Regions from separate parts of the Rattus norvegicus genome. Here region 1 is linked to region 2. A link is a contact called in public Hi-C data. All regions are on one chromosome and are shown on one strand. Each heading gives the region's core, a stretch centred on a gene start, on an enhancer-like site or on the middle of the called end of the contact. The rest is flanking DNA. Distances are from core to core; before and after follow the strand shown. Region 1 overlaps LOC120095937 (a long non-coding RNA gene). Region 2 holds the start of Sfswap (splicing factor SWAP).

Region 1 (4,422 bases), core at 1,214-3,713, 460 kb after region 2:
GAGTTATCTCTCCCGGGCTCATGCTTCTCTATTGAAGGGATAGCATTGGAAGGCTGGGGAAACTTTGGGACTCCAGGTCTAGCTGGCAGATATGGAGTACTGGGTCCCCTGGAGGGTTAGAACTCAGCCGTGCTTCCCGATCCAGCAAGATCTGAGCAAGCTTGGTCACAAGGTCCAGCTGCTGTCCACCATGCTTTCTCCACCGGAACAGACTGAACCCAGAAAACCGTGAGCCAACCTCCCTCGAGTTGTTTCTGTCAGGTCTTTGGCCATGGCATCGAGGAAAGTCACTAACACAGTAGTTCATGGATGGTGAGCTCTCCATGGGTCCTCCTGTGGGGGTGGGAAGTGGAGGGGACAGGCAGCTCCTTTTAAACCCTCAGTAATCCCAATCACGAAGGCTCTACCCGCATGACCTTCTCACCTTCTAATATCATTGTATAAATTAAGGGGTAGGACATTCAGACCCCAGCAAAGATCCCCACGAATGCTGATTCACACAGCAAACAGCAGGGCAGTCCCACTCCTTCCTCTCCTTGGTAGGTCATTCTTGCCTATGGTGAGTGCCGCCGGGCATCCCTGCGACCAAACACCCTGCAGGAATCTGGGGAGGACGGTGTCACCTGCATCCCACAGCCTTGCTAAGAGACACAAAATGGTGTTCTGTAACACACACACCCCTCCAAAGCACTTGTTTTCAACAAGAAAAACAAAAGTTAGTCAAAGAGACTTGCTCCGTTTAGCATTCGTGATAATTCTGCATTCCTGGGTGGTGTTAAATGTTGCTTAGATTTATAATAGGAAGCAATTACCAGACAAATTCACCATCTTCTGCTAATACAACTCCCTTCAAAATGTGATGTTTCTGAAGAAACAGATAAAAGCCAGGCTGAAGCGATCACATTGGGGAGAGGCAATTCCTTTTATATCTCTGTAAAAGTGATTACAGACAAATTTCTTTTGCCAAAAAAAAGCCAACGCCTAGTGCATATGTACTTCATTTTCTTGGCACCCCTCAGCCCCTTAATTTTTTCACAATTAGGGAAAATATTTGATGATAATAACATCTCTCACTTGAGTCAGATAAATTCTCTTCCGTCCATCCTCCCTCCGGTTCCTCCCACCCATCCGACTTCCCACCAACAACACCCCCCCCCCCGCCCAACCCATCGCATTCTGCACAGCAGAAATGTAGCTCGCTTCTCCTGCTCCTGGGTCACCTCCACCAAATGGCATCATTTCCCTCCGCCCACCCCTTGCCCACCCACAGCAGTGCGTTTCCATTCCAGGCCAGAACCCATCGGTCCCTATCCTGGGCGGTAAACGGAATGTGGAATGTGCATGAGTGCTTTGGAACAGACAAGATTGATGGGCTGGGCTGTGGCTCCGGAGTAAAGCTTTGCTAGGGTGTGTGAGGAGGACCTGCTTTCCAACCTGGCCCTGCAAGGAAAGGAAGGGGAGAGAGGAGGAGGGAGGGCCGAACAGCTTTCTGAAGTCTATCGACAGAGCTTGGTCACTGGAGAAGTGGAAAGAGCCGAACTTACTAATCAGGGCGTTGTTGCAATTCTGTGAGATGCTTTTTTTTAAAGGGTTTGACACGGGACAGCTGCTCATCCTCCTTCCCTCCACACTTCCAAGTCCCACCCATCTGCGTCAGCCCTCAGAGCAGATACTGAAGCCTTTTTACTCACAACAGGCCACTATCATCACCATCACCATCATCACCACCACCACCACCATCATCGTCATCATCATCATCATACCGCCCTCCCCCCCCCCATAAGTCTCTATTCACCAGTTTCTCCCACTTCTCACTCCTCCCAGCACCCCTCACGCTAACACAGTGTTTCTGGGAATTCGAGTAAACGTGATGTGGTTCATCCACCCCACCCGATGCCATGGGAGCCAGGGATTTTACAGCCCCTGTGGCCATTTTGTCCCTTTCCCCTGTGCCTGAAGGCAGAGGGCTCGGGTTTAGTGAGGAAGTGGTTCTGAGTCCCAAAATAACCACATATAGAAGACAGTCCCCTCTCTGGGAACACCTGGCCCTTAGTTGGAAAGGACATAAAGTTGTACATGGCTCCCCTCACCCTTGGCTTCTTGAGGCTTTGTCACTATGTTAGCCCCCGCGGAGAGACAATAGATCATTCTGAGCCAAATGGAGCAGAGCTTCACTTTCTCACCCTGAGTGTCAAGCATGACCCCTTGACATGGCCTCTTTAGCAGCCGCAGACAGTCCGTCTTCACACAGAGCAGGATCTCCGTGATCTAGCCTATCCCTGCTCCTCGGTTGGCTCCGGTGCCCAAGCCCGACCCTCCAGCCTTCACGATTCTGCAGACCCCAACCTCCTTTTGGATACTCCCCTGTGGCCTGAGCGAGGCAGGCTCCCTCTTACACTCGCAGTCTAGAACCCTGAGTAATACAGCTGATATCAGGGCAAAAAAATGTTTCCACATGCTTGGGTGTTCTCAGCCAAGACGGCCACCCCCACCTCCCCAGCTAGATCCGAGGCAATAGCCAGGCAGCCACACCCTTGGCCTCAGCTCCGCGGACACGTCTCATGAACTTACAATGCTCAAACCATCGGTCCCGGTCATCGTCTGGATCCTGAGAGCTGAGGGCAAACTCCGGGACAGCCCCGGGTCCGCAAGCTATGTGATAAAATGTGACTCTTCCCAGAATCTGGGTGGGTGACTTTCAGCAAAGACTAAAGGGGTGTGGCTTTGCTACCCCTCCTCAGCCCTGCTGTGATGCTATTCAGTGTTTGGGATACATTCGCCTCCTGAGGCTGTTATATGTCTGTGGATCCCAAGGACTCTAGCTGTGCATAGTACAGGGACACACGGACACACACACACACACACACACACACACACACACACACGGGGGGGGGGGAGAGAGAGAGAGAGAGAGAGAGAGAGAGAGAGAGAGAGAGAGAGAGAGAGAGAGAGATCTGTGCTTATCTATCATATGCAGGGATTCAAGGGTCCCCAAGCGGCCACGGCGCTCCTCGCGTGTGATACAGAACAAGTTCCTCCCTTCTGTGTCTTATCACATAGCCTGATACATTGCGCCAAACCAGAAGAAAGGAGAAAATGGGGCTAAGGTGGTTCAGTCGGTAAAGTGCTTGCTGCGCATGCGTGAGATCTGGAGTTTGACTCCTCGGCACCCGTATACAAGGATGAACATGACATCCCAGCACTGGGGACGTAGAGACAGGGGAAATCCCTGGAGCTTACTGACCAGCAGGGCCAACCAACCAGCACACCCTGGGTTCAGCAAGAGAACCTACCTCAAAAACTAGAGCGGACAGGCGGAAGACATGGCTCGGTAGTGAAGAAAACATACTGTTCCTCCAGAAGTCCTTAGTTTGCGCCCTGGCACCCACCGTAGGAGGCACACAGCTGCCTGAAACACCAGCTCTGAGCACTCAGGTAAGCACACAGACCCACATACGTACGCGTAATTAAAGATAATAAAATAAGGGCTGGAGAGATAGCTCCACGGTTAAGAGCACTGGCTGCTCTCCCAGAGGACCCTGGGGTCCATTCCCAGCAACCCATGGCAGCTCAAAACTGTAACTCCCCCTCCAAGTGATCTGATGACCTCAGGCAGGCAGAACACCAATACGCAATTTTTTTTAAGTTTTCAAAATAAATAAGATAAAATAAAAGATTAAAATCCTTTAAAGGTCATAGTAATGATGATGATAATAATAATAATAATAATAATAATAATAATAATGTGGAGAGCAATAAAGACACCTCATACTGATGCATGGCCTACACACACACACACACACACACACACACTAAGGCAATAAGAGAGTGTGTAATCAATCATGTGAAGGAAGTATTTCCACAGGTCAGCACACAAGTCCCCAACACCTCTTCTAGTCACCTCCCAGTCACCACATCTTACCACCGGGCCACATGTTCATACCAGTGCTCAAAATGAAAAGAAAATCAGGAGAAAAAATTGTTGCGTGTCAGCCACCAAGAGCCTTACACATAGGCCACAGGGGACAGCCACAAGCAGCCACTCAGGCAGGAACATCGATCACGGGCCTGTTGAAAGGGCTCGGCATCCTGACGGGCTGGCACTTCTGGTGGTTCCTGGGCTGCTCCTGGGAGCTGAAGTCCGTGACAGGAGAGAGAAGTGTGACCTCCATTGGTCCCTGCAGTTGCTGCATGGGCTCACATAAGATGCGTTTCCAAGTGCCAAAATCCTGCATGGCAGGGTGCATACCGAGTCACCAGACTTCTGTGGACATCGGCTGACATTCAGTGCATCACAGGATGTTGGAGTCTCCCTGCTCCTTTCCCCCACCATCTCTCCCTCTAAACAAACATGGGAAGGGGGGGGGGGAGAGCGGTGAACCAAGGAAAGAGCTTTTTCTCTGTCCTAATTCACACTTCATG
Region 2 (4,570 bases), core at 67-2,566:
TCAAACGATGGATTTCCTTCACTTGGAGAAAACCACTCCACAGCTTAATAGTTGCTCAAGTGAACCTTTCAGTCCTGGCCCCAGAAGCACTATTGCCCAACGGAAGGACAAATACCCAAACCCGGGATGGTGGAGGAGGAAAGAGGGACTGAAAAAATGAGAAGAGAGGTAGGTGGGGAGCAAACCACCCAATCATGTAATGCCATTCTTTTCAAATCAAACACCTTCAGAAATCCACATTCCCACCCCTTTACCCTCAACTCAGGGTGCCCTTCAGTGGATGTGATTTGAAAAGAAACAACACAAAGGTAAACCCAGCTCCACCCTTCAGTTTTAGAAAACAGTGAAACCAGCTCTAAGCACGCTACCCCTAAGAGCAAGGTCCGCACGGGGTCGACCGGCTTCCAACAGACAGCAACTTCACCCACTACCGCGGTTGGTCAAATGGTCGCATAACCGCGGGGAAGGGCTCGCCGGACGCCAAAAGTCAAGCCGGCCAGAGACAGTTCAGGCTAACTCACGGGGTCCAAAAGAAGCTTCTACCCACGGCCTCGGCGTGCGGCGTTTCGGAGGAACAAAAGCGCACTCCCGGGCTCCCTCCCGCACAGCCAGCGGAGGGACAGCGGCACCCGCCCCACGGCGCGGGCGGGAGGCCCGGGCAGCTTCCACCGCGCTGAGTCGCCAGCAGCAGCCCGGGCTCGAGGGGTTGCGGGAGCAGAGTCGATCCCTCCGGCGACGGCGCGGCGCCAGCTCTGGCCGGAGCCTTAGGGCCGGTTTCACCGTCCCCTCCCCCCGGACGCCGGGGAACGTGGGGGCAGGGAGGCCCCCGAGTCCCCGGGCTCCGCAAAACCCCCTTTTCGGTCCTGGCCATCAAGTCAACATCAGGCGAAATCAAGCGGGCGAGGGAGGGGAGGGTCGACGGGTGGGGGGAGGAACCGACCTGTCGATGAGGATCTTGTGGTCCCCCATCCAGGGGATGAGGTGCTGTCCCTGTTCTTGGGCCAAAGCCCGCTCGTCGTCGCGGAACAACTTGCAGGCATAGCCGAAAACCAGAAGCTCCACCCGGTTGCCCCCAGTGCCGGTGCCACCGGGCCCGGCCTCCTCCTTCACTCCGCCTTTCCTCTCCGCCTTGGCGCGGCCCCCGCCGGCACCGTACATGACAGCGTCCACGACGTCCGGGCCGGTCTGCTGCTGTGCCGAACAACGTCCCTGATGCCTCGCCTGGCCTACCCTCTCAGTCAAAGGCGCCGCATCCTCTTCGTAACTTCAACACAGCCGCCATAGCGAGCCACAAAATGGAGGAAACGCAACTTCCGGTAGGAAGCCCGCACTTTCCGGAAGTAGTAGTGGTAGATTCGCCACGATCACAAGCCGTTTGAATAGCTAAAAAATACGTAGACCTTAGTTTTCGTTGTACAATTTTATCTTGAGATAGTAATTTGTGTTTATGAGAAAATTTTACTTATGCTTTTTTTGGAGACCTCCTACGATGTGGCGAAAGCGCGGTTTGTGGCCGCGCGCCAACTTCCGCTGTAGCTGGAAGGCGGCTGCGAGGTGTGTAGGCAAAGTGGGATCTCGTTGAGAGCGCGTCTCAGCTTTCTTAGTGAGACCAACGGGCTTTTGCTCATTTCTGACATCCCGTTTTTTAGATCACTAGGAAGCCTAGCCCTAGTCATCTGACTGAGGAAGCTTCCAAGACTTGTGAGCCCTAAATATTCGAGGTGGCGGGCTTTCAATGGCTAGGAGCTTCAGTGGCGGAGGAAAACTCCAGCTAGGAAACAGCGAGACGGGATGTTTCCTTCTGGGAAGCAGATCCTTTTTTTCTATTTTAAAATACAGGATGTCAATTGTGACCCAAATTGGCCTGGAACTCTGGCAGTCCTAGCTCAGTTAAGATGCTAGTATTATCGACATGAACTCTGCTGGGCTGCAGTTTTTCTGGTGTCTGACCCAGATGATTGGTTCAGAGTCGGACCGGAGAGAACACCAATGGTCCTTAAGAAAAAAACTCTGTATTTCTTTCAGCTCTGAACATAGACCCAGGGCCTCACTATCACTGGTTTATATCTGCAGCCCTTTTCGTTTTAGTTTAACTTATTTATTTTGTGTGTATGTGTGTAGGCGACTCGAGTTAGATCGAATTCGACATGATGGAAGGAGAGAAGGACTTCGAGCACGTAGCCCCTCCCCCCAATAAATAACTATGTTTTTAAAAAGTGGATGGCGATTTAGGGAAACAATTGACCTCTGGCCTCCATGTGCATTTGTGTACACACTGCGCACATGCATATGAACATGTACACGGACTAGAAGGTATACTAAGTAAAACAGTTATGATGTGGAGAAGGTTACTTTGCAGAGACGTCTTAAACCTAAAGCCAAAACTCATTTAATGATTTTTAAGTAAAGTAACTCAGGGCGCACACGCATGCACACTCACACTCACACACACACACACACACACACACACACACACACACACACACACACACCAGCAGACAGTGTCTCTTTGTAGCCTTGACTGTTCTAAAATTTGCTCTGTAGACCAAGCTGGCCTCCAACTCAGAGATCATCCTGCCTCTCCCTCACAACTGCTAGGATTAAAGGCATTGCTTGACCATCACCCCGACTCCATCAGCAATTTTTAAAGTTAATCTAACATAAAAAATCTAGACATTAATATGATACATACTGAGGAATGATAAGAAAATACTTGTTTGCCATAACTACTATGTTTCTATAAGAGCAGGAAACTTTCTATGTAGTATAAAAAACACTGCAGTTCTTACCATATAGTAGTCTCAGCTGTGAGCTGTGACATTTTAGACTGTAGGGCATTATCCCAAGTGCAGTTTGCACGGTGTGCTCAGAAGCCACCAAGGCCGCACCAAAGTCACACAATAACACAGCTGAGCACTGCCAGAAACACCTGGGCCCATTATACACTTGGTTTGGAATTTCAAAATAAAATCGTTTGTACTCAGAAACGTTTACTATGGTCTCTGACACCGACATTCAAATACATGACCTCATTTGGGATATAGAGCCACAGTTTGGAAAATAGTTGGGGCTGGGAAAATGCATAAGTTGATAAGTGTTTGCCTTACACACAGAAGCGCCTGAGTTTGATATCCAGAACCCATGCAAAAAGTATTGGGTGTGATGGTGGTTGCTTAGAATCCTGGAGCTCTAGAAGCAGAGACAGGTTGAGGTGTCAGGTTTGATGGCCAGCTAACCTGATTTACTTGGTGAGTTCTGGGCAGTGAAAGGCCCTATATTACAAAAAGTAGGTGGCACTTGAGAAATGGCATCCAGTGTTCTAGGGCCCCCACACAGGCTATTTGAGTTTCATCTAAGTCTTCCCTAGGAACCAACTGCCCTTTTACACTGTAAGTCAGTGACTCCTGACCTGCTGGGTAAAGACCTCCTGAAGGCTGTCGTTTGGGACCACATACATCTGTGATGTAGCTGGTGCATACAGTATCACTTCTTGCCCCAGGCGGCTTGCTATCCGAGCCTTCCTTGGCTGACTGGCTCACAGTGAGATCTAGGCTTGTGTTGTCCTGTAGGCTTTATTTGTGAGAAGTAAATGGCTTTCTTGTAACGTGTTGCAGAAGTGTTTTTTGCCTCAGGTTGAGACAAACTACTAGCAGGCACGTACTGAATGCACCTCACATTGAGCTTATGTGACCTCTGTGGCTTGCTGTATTCAGAGGCTACTGCTGGCAAGCCCTCGTGGGTGTTCAGTTTATGTTGTGCTCCCTCAGTTTATTTGAACTGTTTTTTGTTGTTGTTGTTTTTTTGTTTTGTTTTGTTTTTTGTTTTTTTGGTTTTTTGTTTTTTTTTTGGTCGGGGGAAGTTACGAACTAATACAGAAATCTTAACAACTGCACTGTTTTTTTTTTTCTTTCTTTTTCTTTTTTCTTTTTTTCAGAGCTGGGGACCAAACCCAGGGGCTTGCGCTCGCTAGGCAAGCGCTCTACCGCTGAGCTAAATCCCCAACCCCAACTGCACTGTTTTTATCTTATGAGACCCTGGCTGGGTTTATCAGACCTCTGGTATATAAAATTACCAAGAAGACCTGGAATTATAGATTGGTCTTGATTCAAGGAGGTTAGAATGTTTCCGTGTGGAACTCTGTCTAGTGGTACTCATAGGTGATGTGTGCATGAGAACTACAGGGTCAGTGGGCAAACTCCAGCTTTGCCTTTTTTTTTTTTTTTTTTTTTGAGACAGAATCTCATGTAGCCCAGGCTGGCCTCAAACTTGTTGTGTATCCAAGGATTAACTTGAGCTTCTGACCTTTCTGCATCTACTTTCTGAGTGCCGATGATTACAGGGGTGCACCTGATTTATATGGTTCTGGGGATGGATTCCAGAACCTCATACATACTAGGCAAGCAGTTTACACACTGAACTGTATCCCTAGCCCTACACTTGGGTTTAATGCCAACTTTAGAGGCACCTGGGTCAAACCACACCCACGGAACTTTCTGAGGCTGCTACTCTCAGGAATGTGAGACCTATCTCAAAGGAAGTTTGGTATATACATACATAGGTGACCTTCTGA

Evidence for each region. A called contact is a pair of places that touch in the nucleus more often than the background predicts.
Region 1: a Hi-C map of the A7r5 cell line shows a contact between it and region 2, with 2.5 times the contacts expected there. The contact joins the enhancer-like site here to the promoter of Sfswap in region 2. A contact is called at or near these places in 3 of 12 Hi-C or Micro-C datasets (the A7r5 cell line, Schwann cells and frontal cortex) and 1 of 1 datasets of contacts at active chromatin or transcription factors (oligodendrocytes).

The regions. Positions count from the first base shown.
Region 1 is chr12:33,269,713-33,274,134 of GRCr8, forward strand. It overlaps LOC120095937 (a long non-coding RNA gene), which reads right to left. Exons shown (of 3, transcript XR_005491912.2): 3 at 3,373-4,422. Among named protein-coding and RNA genes, the nearest start is that of Adgrd1, 32 kb to the left of the region's middle. Within about 2 kb of position 2,464, at least 18 of the 93 cell types and tissues checked have an H3K27ac peak or open chromatin away from gene starts, as enhancers often do. A contact at or near this core is called in the A7r5 cell line, where this site is marked.
Region 2 is chr12:32,814,716-32,819,285 of GRCr8, forward strand. Sfswap (splicing factor SWAP) reads right to left here and starts at 1,317. Exons shown (of 19, transcript NM_001400984.1): 1 at 941-1,317. The coding sequence starts at 1,158. LOC134481178 (a long non-coding RNA gene) reads left to right here and starts at 1,183. Exons shown (of 2, transcript XR_010056506.1): 1 at 1,183-1,316.